Linked DNA regions of Sus scrofa: region 2 is linked to region 1. A link is a contact called in public HiChIP or PLAC-seq data. All regions are on one chromosome and are shown on one strand. The core of a region is the stretch at or near the end of the contact, and the rest is flanking DNA. Distances in the headings are between cores, read along the strand shown. Region 1 overlaps CLCN3 (H(+)/Cl(-) exchange transporter 3). Region 2 holds the start of NEK1 (serine/threonine-protein kinase Nek1).

Region 1 (7,219 bases), core at 3,815-6,314:
CACCTCTAAGGACCCAGTACAAACTATAAAATGCTGACAATTATCCAGAACTTCAGACTCTCCACCAAAATGCAGATGATATGAGCTCTCTTTTTCTATATGTGTAATCTATTTTCCTTGAAGGACAGAAATAAGGATAATATAATCAAAGCAAATAAACATATTCCTTTAGAAAAAGCCACCATCCCCCCGCGCCCCCCCCCCTCGCCCCCAGCTTTCTTAGAAGAGGCAGGATCAGGCAAGACTTTCAGCAGCTGCCATGCATCCCCAGCACCTCACTGCTTTCAACAATTACGCGATGACGGCCCACACACAGAGCTCCAGCCCGCACACAGTGCACCAGGACCCAGAGCGGCATCCACACCGTGGTTATAGAGAAGGCAAGACCCGCCAGGCGCAGAGCCACAACACAGTCAGTGTTTAAGACAATCCAGCTTAGCTTCCTTCCAACTGAGCCTTTTATAATTAAAAGAACCCCAAAGCGGTAAAGCTTTATGAAAAGGTACTACAGTTACAATGTACTTATCAAGTTAAACCAGAGAAAATACTTTACTGCATATATTTCTTCTCCCATCAGTATCCATGGTATCTGGTAACTTCAAACCCCCTGCCCCTTAATCAGGAGCTTTATTCCTCAAATCACTTATTCCCTGTTACCTGAAGTTATCTTAACTTGTCAGCACCATGAAAATACCTACCACAGACCTAGTTACCGGGCTGTGCTGTTTCTATTCCTGACCCAATATGGGCTAATACGCTGTCCCAAAAAATAGCAGTTCAAGAAAAGAGGAGTTCCCTATGGCACTGTAGGTTAAGGATCCAGCGTTGTCACTGCTGTGGTGCAGGTTTGATCCCTAGCCCAGGAACTTCCACCTGCCACAGGTGAAGCACCGCCCCTCAAAAAAAAAGAAAGAAAAAAAGAAATCATAAGAAAGAAGAGTTCCTCCACCAGTCAAGGACCATGCAAAGGCCAGCAGGAGACTGGCTTCTGGGCTTGAGAGCTACTAGATCTCTGGATCCCTGAGCTGTGCTGCACCTCCTCAGAGGCATAAAGGGGTCCAAGTAGCAAATGTCCACCTGCCCTGCCTCCTTTCCAGAGAGGGGTGGTATTTATCATCTGCACATTCTGTACAAAGCACCTTTGTAAGGGGCTGGATCCTCTGAGTGTACAGAGCTTCAAGCAGCCCCAGGCGGCGCAGGGGAAGAAGCCCCTCCACGCACAGCCAGCCCTGCCGTCACCAGAAAGAGCAGCACAGGGGGAGAGCAGCCGAGAGGAGGGGGAAGCAGGCCCCAGGCCCCTCTGACACCTGCCAGATCAAACTGTCCCCTGCCTCCTGTGGAGCAGCAGCGCAGCTTACATATAAATGGCAGGAAAAACAATGCGTACATTTTAAATACACAAGTGTTTACCTGCCAGAAGTTTATTTAAAAGATTTGTGGATGGAGACCATAGAAAAGAGGAAACAGGAGCATTTGCAAAAGGTTTTTAGCTAATTCACAAATTTCATTTAATTATATATTACTTCCTTCATTACATGACCAATCAAATAGTAAATAGAAAAATTCTAAAAGTTAATGCTCTGAACATGAAATACACAAAGAGCAGAAGTTTCTGCAGGGCTCCAAGCACTTCGGCCGTGGCCCTGAGGAAATGCCCTGGGCCCTATGCCCAGACACTGCCCGCCTCCCACCAGCTCTGACGTGCTCCTGACAAGTGACACTGTCTGCTGTGGCAGAGACCTGCAAGCCTGACTGGGAGGGAGCAGGCCCTGCGACAGGGGAAGGCACAGCCCGGAGAGGATGCGGACGCACTCACCCGTTGTGGGTGACGAGGCACTGCCGGAGGCCCAGCTTGCGGAAGATGTCCACCACGATCTCCATGGGCGTGTGGTCGGTGACCGTGAACGGGCTCATGTCCAGGATGCTGCGCAGCTTCAGCGGTCTCGGGCTCTCCGCCGGGAGTGACGGTGTGTGCTGCGCAAAGCACACTCGGGAGCTGCCCACGATGCCCTCCTGCTTTTTCCTGGCGCTTTCTGAAGACAGGGAAGACCACAAGTTAAACATTGATAGCTTTTCTTTCTCTTGTTTTGTTTTACAGGCAGCCTGCTTATTCAAGAGATTTAGAAAAATAAATGAATGTCTCCCAAGACTTTGGGTCCCTGCCTTTTTTCCTATCTTCCTAATCAAGAAAAAGTTGACCTAAAAGCCAGTTAGCAATTTCTTATAGTTGAAAGAATTAGAATCCACCAAAACCAAATCACCTTCAGGAAAGAAAAGTACTTTGGGTATAATTACATCACGGGATAGTTTTCCTTGCTGTTTTCTAACTCTGGGGAAAAGGAAGCACTGGAACACGGGACTTTCAAAGTCTCACAGATAACAAGGGCACCGATTACCATGGGAACCTGTACCCAAGCAGCCTGCCTATGCTCCAGGCTACTCCTCCCACTGTGGGGATGGCACCACAGGGGACTTCATCTTGTCCCTGCTGCAATGTGCTATCAACCTCCCACCCCTGTGGACCAAAGAACTCTTCCTCTTTCTAGTGTCTAAACTTAGTGCTCCAGGCGAGTCACCAGGGGGATGAGACCACAGCCACACTCATGACGCACAGGCTGACTTTTCAGCTCTTATCTGCAGAGATGGTTAATTCCCCCTTGCAGGGCTTTGCCTCCAGTGCTCCTGCCCTGAGCCTACCTCCACGGCCATCTTGGATGGAGCGAGACCACAAGTGGCCAAGATGCAGAAAGCTGCAAACGAAGAACAGAGACTACAGGATGGAGGAAACCCACAAAATGGGGTGAACACACAAGACAAATGAAATAGTTTATGTTCCTATCTTGAGTTGGTATAAATTCAAAACTGTGTACAAATATAGTATTTGTCATACTGAACATATTTTGAACATGCATTTTGCTACAAAAATATTTATGTCAAAATAATAAGCATCCAACCTAAATGGAGCAGAATAATAAGTAAAATAATAAGCATCCATCCTAAATGGAGCACAGACTGCACACCAACACTGCAGCTTTCCAGGCCCTGTTTAACCTGCTGTGGCCTGCAAGTAAGAAGGCAGGAGGTAAGTTCCACTAAGTGAGTCCAAAGCCTAAGAAGGGCGTGGACAAGAAGGCCAGAATGGTTTTGAAAAGCGCTCCTTAAGCTGCTTTTAGCCCACAGAAGCATCTGGCTAATGGCCTGTGCAGGGTGCTAAGTATGTCAGCATGTATGGCAGTTAAACTAACCCCAATCATCAACGTGAAACACCTTGGAAGAGCAAGGTGAAGGTACGCTGAGAGACTTAAACACTTAATGATAAAACAATTGCAGAAATTTTTAGAAAAAAGCAATTATATCTAATTGATTCGTTTACCTGCTTACTGGAATGTTCTCAAATACAAGGCACAAGGATAGGGAACATTCAACCTCTGAGTTAAATTTGTTATCTGAAGAATATCACTTTCACATGAATCCAGTAATTACTTTAAAAAGCACATTCACTGAACACTTACTAAGTGCCAGGACATCTGCTAGGTTTTTTTTTTTTGAAAATAAAATTTTTTGAATGCCATTCATTCAAAGGCCTTTAAGCCAAAAGTTATCATCAGAGTTTTCACTTTATTTTTATTTTTTGTCTTTTTAGGGCCACACGTGTGGCACACAGAGGTTCCCAGGCTAGGGGTCAAATCGGAGCTAGAGCCGCCAGCCTACACCACAGCCACAGCAATGCCAGATCTGAGCCACATCCTGCGACCCCACAGCTCATGGCAACACTGGATCTTTAACTCACTGAGCGAGGACAGGGATTGAACCCACGTCCCCATGGATACTGCTAAGCCACAGTGGGAACTCCAGAGTTTTCTCTTTCTGACAAGATTCAGACTTTTTCTCTAGGAGTGCACACATTAGTTACACTTCCAGGAGAATGGGAGTGGTTCTATTCCAAAGAAAAATTTTATAAAGTTAATACAAATTTTACCTCCAACCTTTAATATAAAATTATCCCCCCCCCCAATTTTCACATTTCATTGTTCCTATTTGTGTTACTATCAAGGGATTAGATTCTCAAAACTCACAAAGAAGCAAGGTACAAAGCTGTCTGGGAGTGCCTGTCGTGGTGCAGTGGTGAATGAATCCGACTAGGAACCATAAGGTTGTAGGTTTGGTCCCTGCCCCTGCTCAGTGGGTTAAGGATCTAGCGTTGCCGTGAGCTGTGGTGTAGGTCGCAGACGAGGCTCAGATCCCGCATTGCTGTGGCTCTGGCATAGGCTGGTGGCTACAGCTCCAATTCGACTCCTAGCCTGGGAACCTCCATATGCTGCGGGAGCGGCCCAAGAAATAACACACACACACACACACAAAAAAAAAAAAAAAAGCTGTCTATCCCCTTCATTTTTAACCATATGAACAGGTTCCAAAATAATCACCATGGCATCTCCAACTCTTTCACTTGTATTTATTTTAGAAAGCAAAAATCTCTACATTCATAAAAGATGTTTCAATTAACTGAGCAGGTACAAAGTTAACTGTAGCTCCTACAAAGAGATCAACAAAAGGCTGGTCCACAGACTGCAGTTCATACTCGTGTAAATCTTTTTTCAGGGTCTAAGGCTAATAAGAGATCCTCTCTCCCAGGTGCACAAGCTAAAGCTCACTCTGAACAGAAGACAGTGGCTGGGGAGAAAAGCATAGCGAGAGACGGCCTGCCACGTCCATTCTAATCGTGTTCCATATGTCAACAGTATTCACGTTCTCATACATTAACCTTCTCCCTGTAAAACTCACAGCTCCTAGGACAGACACAGAAAGGTGCAAGTACACTTCTGTACCTTCGGGTGGAAAACAGGAAGGACGTTTCAATTCACCCTATAAATATTCTCAATATATGCTTCATTTTAAACAAATCACTTGCACAGCCGGACACAAAAATGCAGGAGGAATGTCTCTCTCCATAGGACTAAACATGAACCTGGCAAGCTGTCACTGGGTCCTGCTGAGAGTGCACAGCATAACCACTATGGCCACTATCTGAAAACGTCTTACAAAATTACAAGCACACTACTCTCTGACCCAACACTTCCACTTCTGGAACTTCCCTACATCTGTGCATAAGCAAAACATCAACTACACAAGGTTATCAAAAAACATGAGGCAGCAATTTTTACCACAGCAGAACCACATTAAACCACGAGTGGGAGGGAGGCTGAATGTAAAAACTCTGATGCAGCCCATGGTATGTCCACTCAGTGGACTGCTCTGCAGCTGTTAAAAATGAAAGCAGAAAACCTCACACAAAAGATGACCAAGATTTGCAAAGACGACTGAGAAACCACTCTTGAGTGAAAAACAACAAGCTACACAACAGCATGTACTGGATAGCATGGTACAATTTGTTTAAAAAAGTAAAAAACATACATACATACTTAGGAAAGCACAGAATGATATCCACAGAAAACCTAAGAAGCCAAGCAGACGGCTGCCTATGGAAAGTTAAACTGGTGACCATGAGGTCATGGGTGAGAGCTTTTTCACTATATACCTTTCGTCTTCTTGAACTATGTCAACATACCATCAATACATAAACTAAAAAAAGGAGTTACCATCATGGCTCAGCGGTTAAAGAACCCAACTAGGATCCATGAGGATGCGGGTTCAATCCCTGGCCTTGCTCAGTTAAAGTTAAGGATCCGGGATTGCCATGAGCTGTGGTATAGGTCACAGATGTGGCTCGGATCCAACATTGCTAAGGCTGTGGTGTAGGCTTGCAGCTATAGCTCCAACTGGACCCCTAGCCTGGTAATCTCCATATGCCATGGGCACAGTCCTAAAAAGCAAAAAAAAAAAAAAAACAAAAAAAAAAAACCAGAGGATTTTGGAGTTTCTGTCGTGGCTCAGCAGTTAGGGAGCCTGACTAGCATCCATGAGGAAGCGGGTTTGATCCCTGGCCTCTCTCAGTGGGTTAAGGATCCGGCATTGCCGTGAGCTGTGGTGTAGGTCACAAACACGGTTCAGAAGTGACATTGTTGTGGCTATATAGCATGGGCTGGCAGCTACAGATCCAATTGGACGCCTAGCCTGGGAACCTCCATATGCCACAGGTGCGGCCCTAAAAAGACAAAAAAAAAAAAAAAAAACAAACAAACAAAAAAACCCGAAAAAATAATTTTAAATAACACAAAAACTCCAGAGTTTATAAATAAATTTTGGGGAAACTTATCTTGAGTTTTCTCATTCCTGGATATAACATATAGCTCACTAGTTAGGCATTCTTTTTTGTCCTTCGATAAAGTATTTCATAGAAATACATATATCAATTACATATTACATCTTATATATAATATGTATTTTAGCAATATTATATATAAAACCTAGAGTACAGGTCTATTTTTTCCCATTCAAAACAAAAACATTACAAAAATATATGTTGGTAAATACTTAAGGTGTGTTAAAAAAGGTCACCATGTAATTAACCTTTTTGATGACACAATTTGGTATTTCCTGTGTCTAAAGTACGCTACTCCCTTAAACGGACACTTGCTATCCTAATACTCTATTTCTCAAGACAGTAACAAAACTTTTAAAAGTATATCCACAGAATCAATGGGAATGTAAATAATTCTTAACTTTACAACTTTCCTCTTGTTCTTTTAAAAACCTGGGCTTTTTCCTTTAAACTTTGACATAAATTCCAACTTTTTAACCCTTGTCTTTTTCATTTTTTCATTCCAACTTTCTGACTTGTCTATTTAAACTTACAGAGTAGAAAGGGAAGCACAGAAACTCCTCTCTGACCACAGGGTGGCCGCAGTGCGGGCCGAGAAGCTCAGGCACCTGTTCACAGCCACACCAACCATACGCTGGGCCTTTCTAGCAACTACTATTCTATGGCCTAAAGAGAAACTGGGAATGATGGCCTTGCTAGGCTCTGGAAAAGCCTTCCAGAGATGCAGCTCTTTCCTTAACTAAAATGGATAGTCTCTATGGGCTCTGTTCTTTCTTCTTTCTGCTTTAACAGCTCTTATAAACTAAGTGTCCAGGCTGAGCTGAGAAACACTCCTCATTGACATACCTAGTCCTCCCACTTCAAATGGCACAAGAACTGAAATATTCTACGGTCTCTGTAATAGTGAAAGAGGTTAAGTTGGAGGGACATGGCAGGTTTGTGGGAATGACCCTGGGGACAGGTGAACACTCTACCTTCTCAGCTCAGATCTTCTAA
Region 2 (7,166 bases), core at 249-2,748, 96 kb after region 1:
ACCTGAGGCCTCTGGCAAAACTCCTCCATGCCACATACAACACATACAACCTGGAGGGTAACTAAGGTGGATACACCATCATCCTCCTTCAGCTTCAGGTTTGGATTCTCCAGTATCTTGGGATTACTCTAGGGAAGGCAGTTTAGCCAAAGGGCTACCCAGGGTGACACTGCGCATGATCCGTTATTACAGAAAAGACTGTCTCTATCTTTGAAAGTCTTGCAATGAAGAAAGGTAGTTAGACTACTAAATCTTTCAATACACGGGCAGAACCTATTAGATATGATAGTGTAGAAAATTATATTTATTAGTTTTTTTAAAATTTTTTCTTTTTAAATCACATTGTACTTAATTTTTTTGAGACCTAAAAATAGTTTCTTGCTTCAACCATCCAAGACAGACTAAGAATAGGCTTGCTTTTATTTTATTTTTAATTTCATTTTTTATGGCTGCACCCATGCCATGGGGAAATTCCCTGGTCATGGATCAAACCAGAGTGATAGCAGTGACCCAAGCTGCTGCAGTGACAACACTGGAACATTAACCCACTGAACCACAAGAGAACTGCTACGCTTGCTTTAAAAAACATTCTATTTATTTTTTTCATTGAGGTATAATTGATGTACAATATTATATGTTTCAGATGTACAACATAGTGATTCAAAATTTTTATGTTATACTTCATTTATAGTTATGACAAAATAATAGCTATATTCCTCTGTGCTGTACAATAGTATCTTATTTATTTTATATAGCAATTGTGTCTATACCCATACCTTTCTCATAGCCCTCCCCCTGGTGACCACTAATTTGTTCTCTACATCCATGAGTCTGTTTCCTTTTTGTTGTATTCATTAGTTTGTATTATTTTTTTTCGATTCCACATGGAAGTGATAACATACAGTACTTGTTTCTGACTTATTTCACTTCAGGCTTGCCTTTTTTTTTAAGGGCCACAGGTTCAGCAAACGTAAATTTCCAGGCTAAGGGTTGAACTGGAGCTACAGCTACTGGCCTAAACCACAGCAACCAGATCTGAGCGACTACTACAGCCTACACCACAGCTCTCCACAAAGGATCCTTAACCCACTGGGTGGGGCCAGGGATTGTACCCGCCTCCTTATAGATACTAGCCGGGTTTGTCTCTGCTGAGCCACATGGGAACTCTAAAACTTGCTTTTTAAAGCAAAACTAGTTTTCAAAACGTGGCATCCTAAAAAACATCCAAGTTAAAAAAGTCCCTTTCTCTTTGTAGTACGTGTATGCACGAGTTTATCATATGCTTTACTCCATACCACTTTCTAGCAGGTTCTGGCCCTCCTCTGTGCTGCACTCTCGCGAGGGAGCCAACCGGCTGAACCTCTCCACTCCGCTCCTCAAGCACCTGCAGTGCCCCTCCCCGCCCCGCCCAGGCCCAGTCCTACCCAGACCCCGCCCCGCCCCGCCCCGCCCCGCCCCGCCCCGCCCCACCCACGACTCGCCCATCCTTCCCGGCCACCCCCGCTCCGCGTCGGCTCCCGCGCGCTGACGTCACACGGCCGCGCCGGGGACGCCCCGCCCTCTGCACTGGCTACAGATTTTGGGGCGCCGGGTATGGAGTCCTGAGCTTGAACTGCCCAGCTCTTCTTTGCGTCGCCCGGTGTCCAGCGCCCGCGTGGCGCGGCGCGGGGGAAAAGCCGGCAGATAGCCCCCAAACCCAATGAGTCTGCTTCGTGAGGCCGCCGGCAGCCGCGTCTGAGAAGTTGGGGGGCGGCGCCCGGGGCACTCCCCCCGCCGCCGTTGCCAGGGGCTGGGAAGCCAGTTTGTGCCTCCCGGTGGCGCGGACCGGTGTCCCGGGGCGTTGGCCCGGGCGGCGCGGGCTGCAGTGGGGGACCGGCAGGATCCCACCGCCACTTCCTGACGGGGCCGGGCGCTGCGGTCACGAACTCGGTTCTTTTTCAGGATGTCCTTTTTGGACCGCGGGAGAGTGCTTCTGCCTCGCTGACCCCGCGGGAATACGGCGACACGGTCGGCGCCTATCGACCCTCACGGCCGTTGCTGCCCACGACCTGGGTCCAAGGTGAGTGGCTCTCAGGGAAGCGGCGACGTGCAGAACAGTGCAGTCATTTTGGAAACGGGGAGCCCTTGTCTAGACTTTCTGATGTGGAGGTTGCAGGGATCCTCACCTGAAGTGCACGGGAAATAGTAACCGCATCTCTTCAGTGTTAATTCTCCAGGGAACAGTGTGCGTTACTAAGCAACTCTTTGACATTATTTAAAAACTTGCAGTGATAATGGATTTAAAATAATAGAAGTGTTGTTACCGGTAAGTCATTTATATTTCTTAGAATTTCTTCATGTATAATTTCTACATGCTTAAAATTTCTGTATGTAGAGAATTAAAAGTTCTGTTAGAGTTCATCGTAACTTTTTTTTATACAGGCCTAATTTTTATTTTCTAATATAAGGTCTGTCCCCAAGAAGCGGAAGAGTTTTTATTGCCATGGTAAATTACATCAGAAATAATCATATGAAGGGTTGAAGGTAATATCCAGTATATGCTGGTAATGGCCTTTTCTTATGATGCAGCAGTATTGTAGACACCATGGAGGGATGCCAGATAAGGAGAGAATTAGTTCTTTGTTTCTGCTGTAGATTTGTCTGACATTAGAGGATCCACAGATCTGTTTTAATATTGAAAGGTAAGGAGCCTATTTTGTGGGATAACAGGTTTTTGCACATTGAGTCACCTTTAGGCGTTTACTAAAGGTTACAGAAGTTGGCCACAGGAGTTGTTTTGAGGTCATTTTAATAATAAATTAGCGTTGTATTCAAAGTTAATTTTACTCTGTCTAGTGTCCTACCTCTAACCTAAGTCATGGACATGACACCATTTCATGAATATAAACTTTACATGTTGGTATTTTCCACTAGGAAAGTTGTTAATTGTTATCTGAATTGTCTTAGAGAGAGGAATAGACCTAAAGAGAAGAAAAAACGTATTTTGAAAAAAGTGTAATAGGAATTCCATTTCTGCTTTCTGCTTTTTTGAATTATGAGAAATAAGGCAGGGACTTCCCTCATTGAGGAGATATTTTGTCCCTCTCCCACAGTCCAAAATGGCATTTATTGTTTTAGGAGAGCTATATGTGTGGATTGCAGTTGCAGACTGTACCACATGGGCTTCTGGAAATCTGTTGACATTCCTTTACCATTGTTTCCCTTCAGGACATTTTGCTTGTCTGTCAAATAACTGAAAGAGCTGAAAAGGCTTAATGTTCTACATTGGTGGGGATACAGTTTTTCATTCATATACTCTGACATTTTTCACATTTGGTGCACAGAATTTTGCCATGTCAAATGTAGTTGTGGCTTAAAGACATTCTTAGTAAAATATGAGGAAAGATGTCTAACTTGACTACAGGCTATAATATTTTTTGGAGCTCAGTTGACATACTTGAAAAGAGTGATGCCACACAGAAAGATTTTGAATGTCAGCGTTTGAAGTTTGGAAATGGAGAAACTGTTGAAGAATTTTAACCCGAGAAATTGATTTAGGCAGCATTCTTCCTATTTCTTTCTGTCAGCGTTTATTATTGCTTTTAAATTTAAATTTTAGTTATGGTTTTGAATAGTTAATACAATCAGATGGTTTGAAATTTAGAAGGTAGAAAAAGATAGAAAGGCCTTTCAACTACTCAGTTCTCTTCGCTGAAGTCAGTCAGTATTACCAGTTTGTTGTGTATCCTTTCAGATGTTACTTACACAAAAGATTGCATTTTGTGTATGTAAATGCAAGTATTTTATATATACATGCACACGTGTATAAGTAAGTGTAAATATAAATATATTCAAATGTATTTCCTTTTAATACACAAATAGTATTTCACATTTCTTATTCTGGTGCTTAGAAATTAATCCATGTCAATTTTCTCTTTGACTTTTTTCTGGATATTTAAGTTTTGCCATTTCATCATTGTTGCAGAGAATAACTTTGCACATATGTCATTTTCATGTATTTGGAAATATTTTTAGGGTAAATTCCTTGAATGGAATTGTCGGATCACAGTGTGAACACTTTTAATTTTGGTAGATATTACCAAATTATTTTCTTTAGTGTTTGTATCAGTTTGTATTCTTACCGTATTCTGTTTCCTTTTATTCCCTCAAACATAGTATAGTTATGGACTTTCTGAATTTTGCCATCCTGATGAGTTAAAAATGCTATTTTTTGTATTTTTTTTGTTGCGGTAAATTGTACATAGCATAATATTTATCTCTTGTACTTTTAAGCTGTATTCTCTTTATGGGAGATTGGATACCTTTGCACATTTTAGCATCAGTTATATGCCTTTATGTTGTTGTTAACTTTTAACTTTGTATCCTTTGTCTGTTTTTTCTGTTGGATTTCTGTTTTTGTTGTGGTTCTCTGAATATGTAGGAGCCTTTTATTTATCAGAAAAATGAGGAAGTTCCCTGGTGGTCTAGTGGTTAGTATTGGTGCTTTCACTGCTGTGGCCTGAGTTCAGTCCCTGGTCTATAAACAGATCCCACATCAAGCCATTGCATGCGTGCTCTAAAATAAAATAACTGTAAAATCAAAGTTATGTATTAGAAAAATGAGTCCTTAGTCCCATGAGTTAAAAAAGTAAATATGTGTATATATTCTTTTTTGTCATTTAAATTTTAACTTATACTAGTTTTTGCTATTGAGGATATTAATTCCTTAAAGCTTTTTAGATTTGTGTCATACTAAACTACCCCACTCTAAGATTATAAACATCATTTTAATAATAGTTTTATTACCATTATGTTTTTATTTTTTACAGTTAAGTGTTTTTTTTGTTTTTGTTTTTTTTTTGGTCTTTTTACCTTTTCTAGGGCCGCTCCCGTGGTATATGGAGGTTCCCAGGCTAGGGGTCCAATCGGAGCTGTAGCCGCTGGCCTATGCCAGAGCCATGGCACTGCGGGATCCGAGCCGAGCTGCGTCTGCAACCTACACCACAGTTCACGGCTACGCCGGATTGTTAACCCACTGAGCAAGTCCAGGGATCGAACCTGCAACCTCATGGTTCCTAGTCAGATTCGTTAACCACTGTGCCATGACGGGAACTCCTTTTCTTTTTTTTGGGGGGGGGCAGTTAAGTGTTTTATCACCCGGAATTTGTGTTGGTATAAAGTGAAGAAAGTGGATTTAACTCTATTTTTTTCTGTCATATGGCTACCAAGTTGTCTAAACATTATTTATTCAAAATCTTTATCTTTTCCTTACCAATTTAAAATGTTGTCATGTAGATTCCGTCGTGGCAGTGGTTAACGAATCGACTAGACATGAGTGGGGTTCGGTCCTGCCTGCTCAGTGGTTAACGATCGGCGTTGGTGAGCTGTGGTGTAGGTGCAGAGCGGTCGGATCCGAGTTGCTGTGTCTGGCGTAGGGGGTACAGCTCGATTCAATAGCTGGAATCTATATGCACAGCCAAAAAAAACAACAAAAAACAAAAAAAAAAAAAAAAAAAAAAAAAAAAAAAAAAAAAAAAAAAAAATGTATGTAAATCAATTGTTTTATATATATATATGTATATATATATTTAAGAAACGTTATGGTCATCCACTAAATTAAAAATTTTTTTGATGTATTTCTGGACTTTCTGTGATTTGCCTATTTCATAATTATTACAGCTTTACAGTGTCTTGATATCAAGTAGAATAAGTCTTCCTTCATTGATCTTTTTTCCAGTATTTCTTTGGCTGTCCTTTTTTTTCGCTTTTTAGGGCCGCACCTGCGGCATAAGGAGGTTCCCAGGCTAGGGGTCTAATCAGAGCTACAGCTGTGGCATAGGCCGGCAGCTGTAGCAATGCAGGATCTGAGCAGGCAACGCTGGATCCTTAATCCACTGAGCAAGGCCAGTTGGATTCGTTTCCTCTGTGCTATGACAGGAACACCTATCCTTGCTTTTTTTCATGTTAAATTTAAAAATAAGCTTGTTTGATAACCCTCATCCCCAGAGCTTATGTTTTTACTTGGACAGGATTAAATTTAAAGATTAAGAATTAAAATCTTTCTGATATTGAATCTTCTTTTTCATTCTTTTTTTTCTTTTGTTTTTCCTTTTGAATATGTTTTCCTTCGTTTTTTCTCTCTTTTTTTTGGAGTATTTTCTGTTGGCTTAATTTCCAGGTTACTAATTGTTCTGAATCCTGCTTGCTGTAAAACCCATGCAGTGAATTCTTTTTTTTTTTTTTTTTTGTCTTTTAGGTCTGGACCCATGGCATTTGGAGGTTCCCAGGCTAGGGGTCTAATTGGATCTACAACTGCCAGCCAGCCTACGCCACAGCAGCGCTAGATCCAAACCGTGTCTGCAACCTATACCACAGCTCACAGCAATGCCATGTCCCTAACCCACTGAGCGAGGTCAGGGAACCTGCCTTCTCATGGATGCTAGTTTTAGATTTGTTTCTGCTGAGCCACAATGGACCTCCTGAATTCTTAATTTTAGATATTTTCTATTTTAGTTCTAGAAGTTCATTTAATTTTTAAAAGTAAATTTCAGTTCTTTGTTGAAATTCTCCATCTTCTAAAAAGAATTACTTTTGTCCATCTTTTCCTTTTATTTTCTTGAACATGTGAATCAAAGTTATTTCAAGTTCCCCACTGACACCTCTATATTTGAGTCCCTTGTAAGTCTGTCTCTATGATTAGGACTAGTCTGTTTTAGTCTTGTCCTGTGTCTGCACAATTTAGGAGTGGCTCACCAACAGAGGAATTTTTTTTTTTTCCCCATTGTACAGCAAGGGGATCAAGTTATCCTTACATGTATACATTTTTTCTCCCCCACCCTTTGTTCTGTTGCAATATGAGTATCTAGACATAGTTCTCAGTGCTACTCAGCAGGATCTCCTTGTAAATCTAAGTTGTGTCTGATAACCCAAAGCTCCTGATCCCTCCCACTCCCTCCCTCTCCCATCCGGCAGCCACAAGTCTATTTTCCAAGTCCATGATTTTCTTTTCCAACAGAGGAATTTACATGCACATTTTTGGGTTCCTTCTGTTTTTTCTTCCTCCTCCCCTGGGTTTGGGCCCCTCAGCTTTGCTCTCTTTCTCCTCAGCCCATGAGGCTGCTGCTTTCTCCTTAAGCTCCATTCTGCTATGCCACAGTTTGGAAAATGTCTTCAGGCAAAAGACTGGG

The links. HiChIP or PLAC-seq counts read pairs in DNA pulled down with a chosen protein or histone mark.
Region 2: an H3K27ac HiChIP or PLAC-seq map of alveolar macrophages shows a contact between it and region 1. The contact joins the promoter of NEK1 here to the enhancer-like site in region 1. A contact is called at or near these places in 2 of 5 promoter capture datasets (fetal liver and liver), 4 of 47 Hi-C or Micro-C datasets (embryonic fibroblasts and skeletal muscle) and 1 of 2 datasets of contacts at active chromatin or transcription factors (alveolar macrophages).

What each region holds. Positions count from the first base shown.
Region 1 is chr14:20,044,032-20,051,250 of Sscrofa11.1, forward strand. CLCN3 (H(+)/Cl(-) exchange transporter 3) reads right to left here. Exons shown (of 13, transcript XM_001926134.7): 12 at 1,817-2,033. Among named protein-coding and RNA genes, the nearest start is that of CLCN3, 80 kb to the right of the region's middle. Within about 2 kb of position 5,065, at least 1 of the 83 cell types and tissues checked has an H3K27ac peak or open chromatin away from gene starts, as enhancers often do. A contact at or near this core is called in alveolar macrophages, where this site is marked.
Region 2 is chr14:20,143,133-20,150,298 of Sscrofa11.1, forward strand. It overlaps NEK1 (serine/threonine-protein kinase Nek1), which reads left to right and starts at 1,499. Exons shown (of 33, transcript XM_021072853.1): 1 at 1,499-1,591; 2 at 1,942-2,059.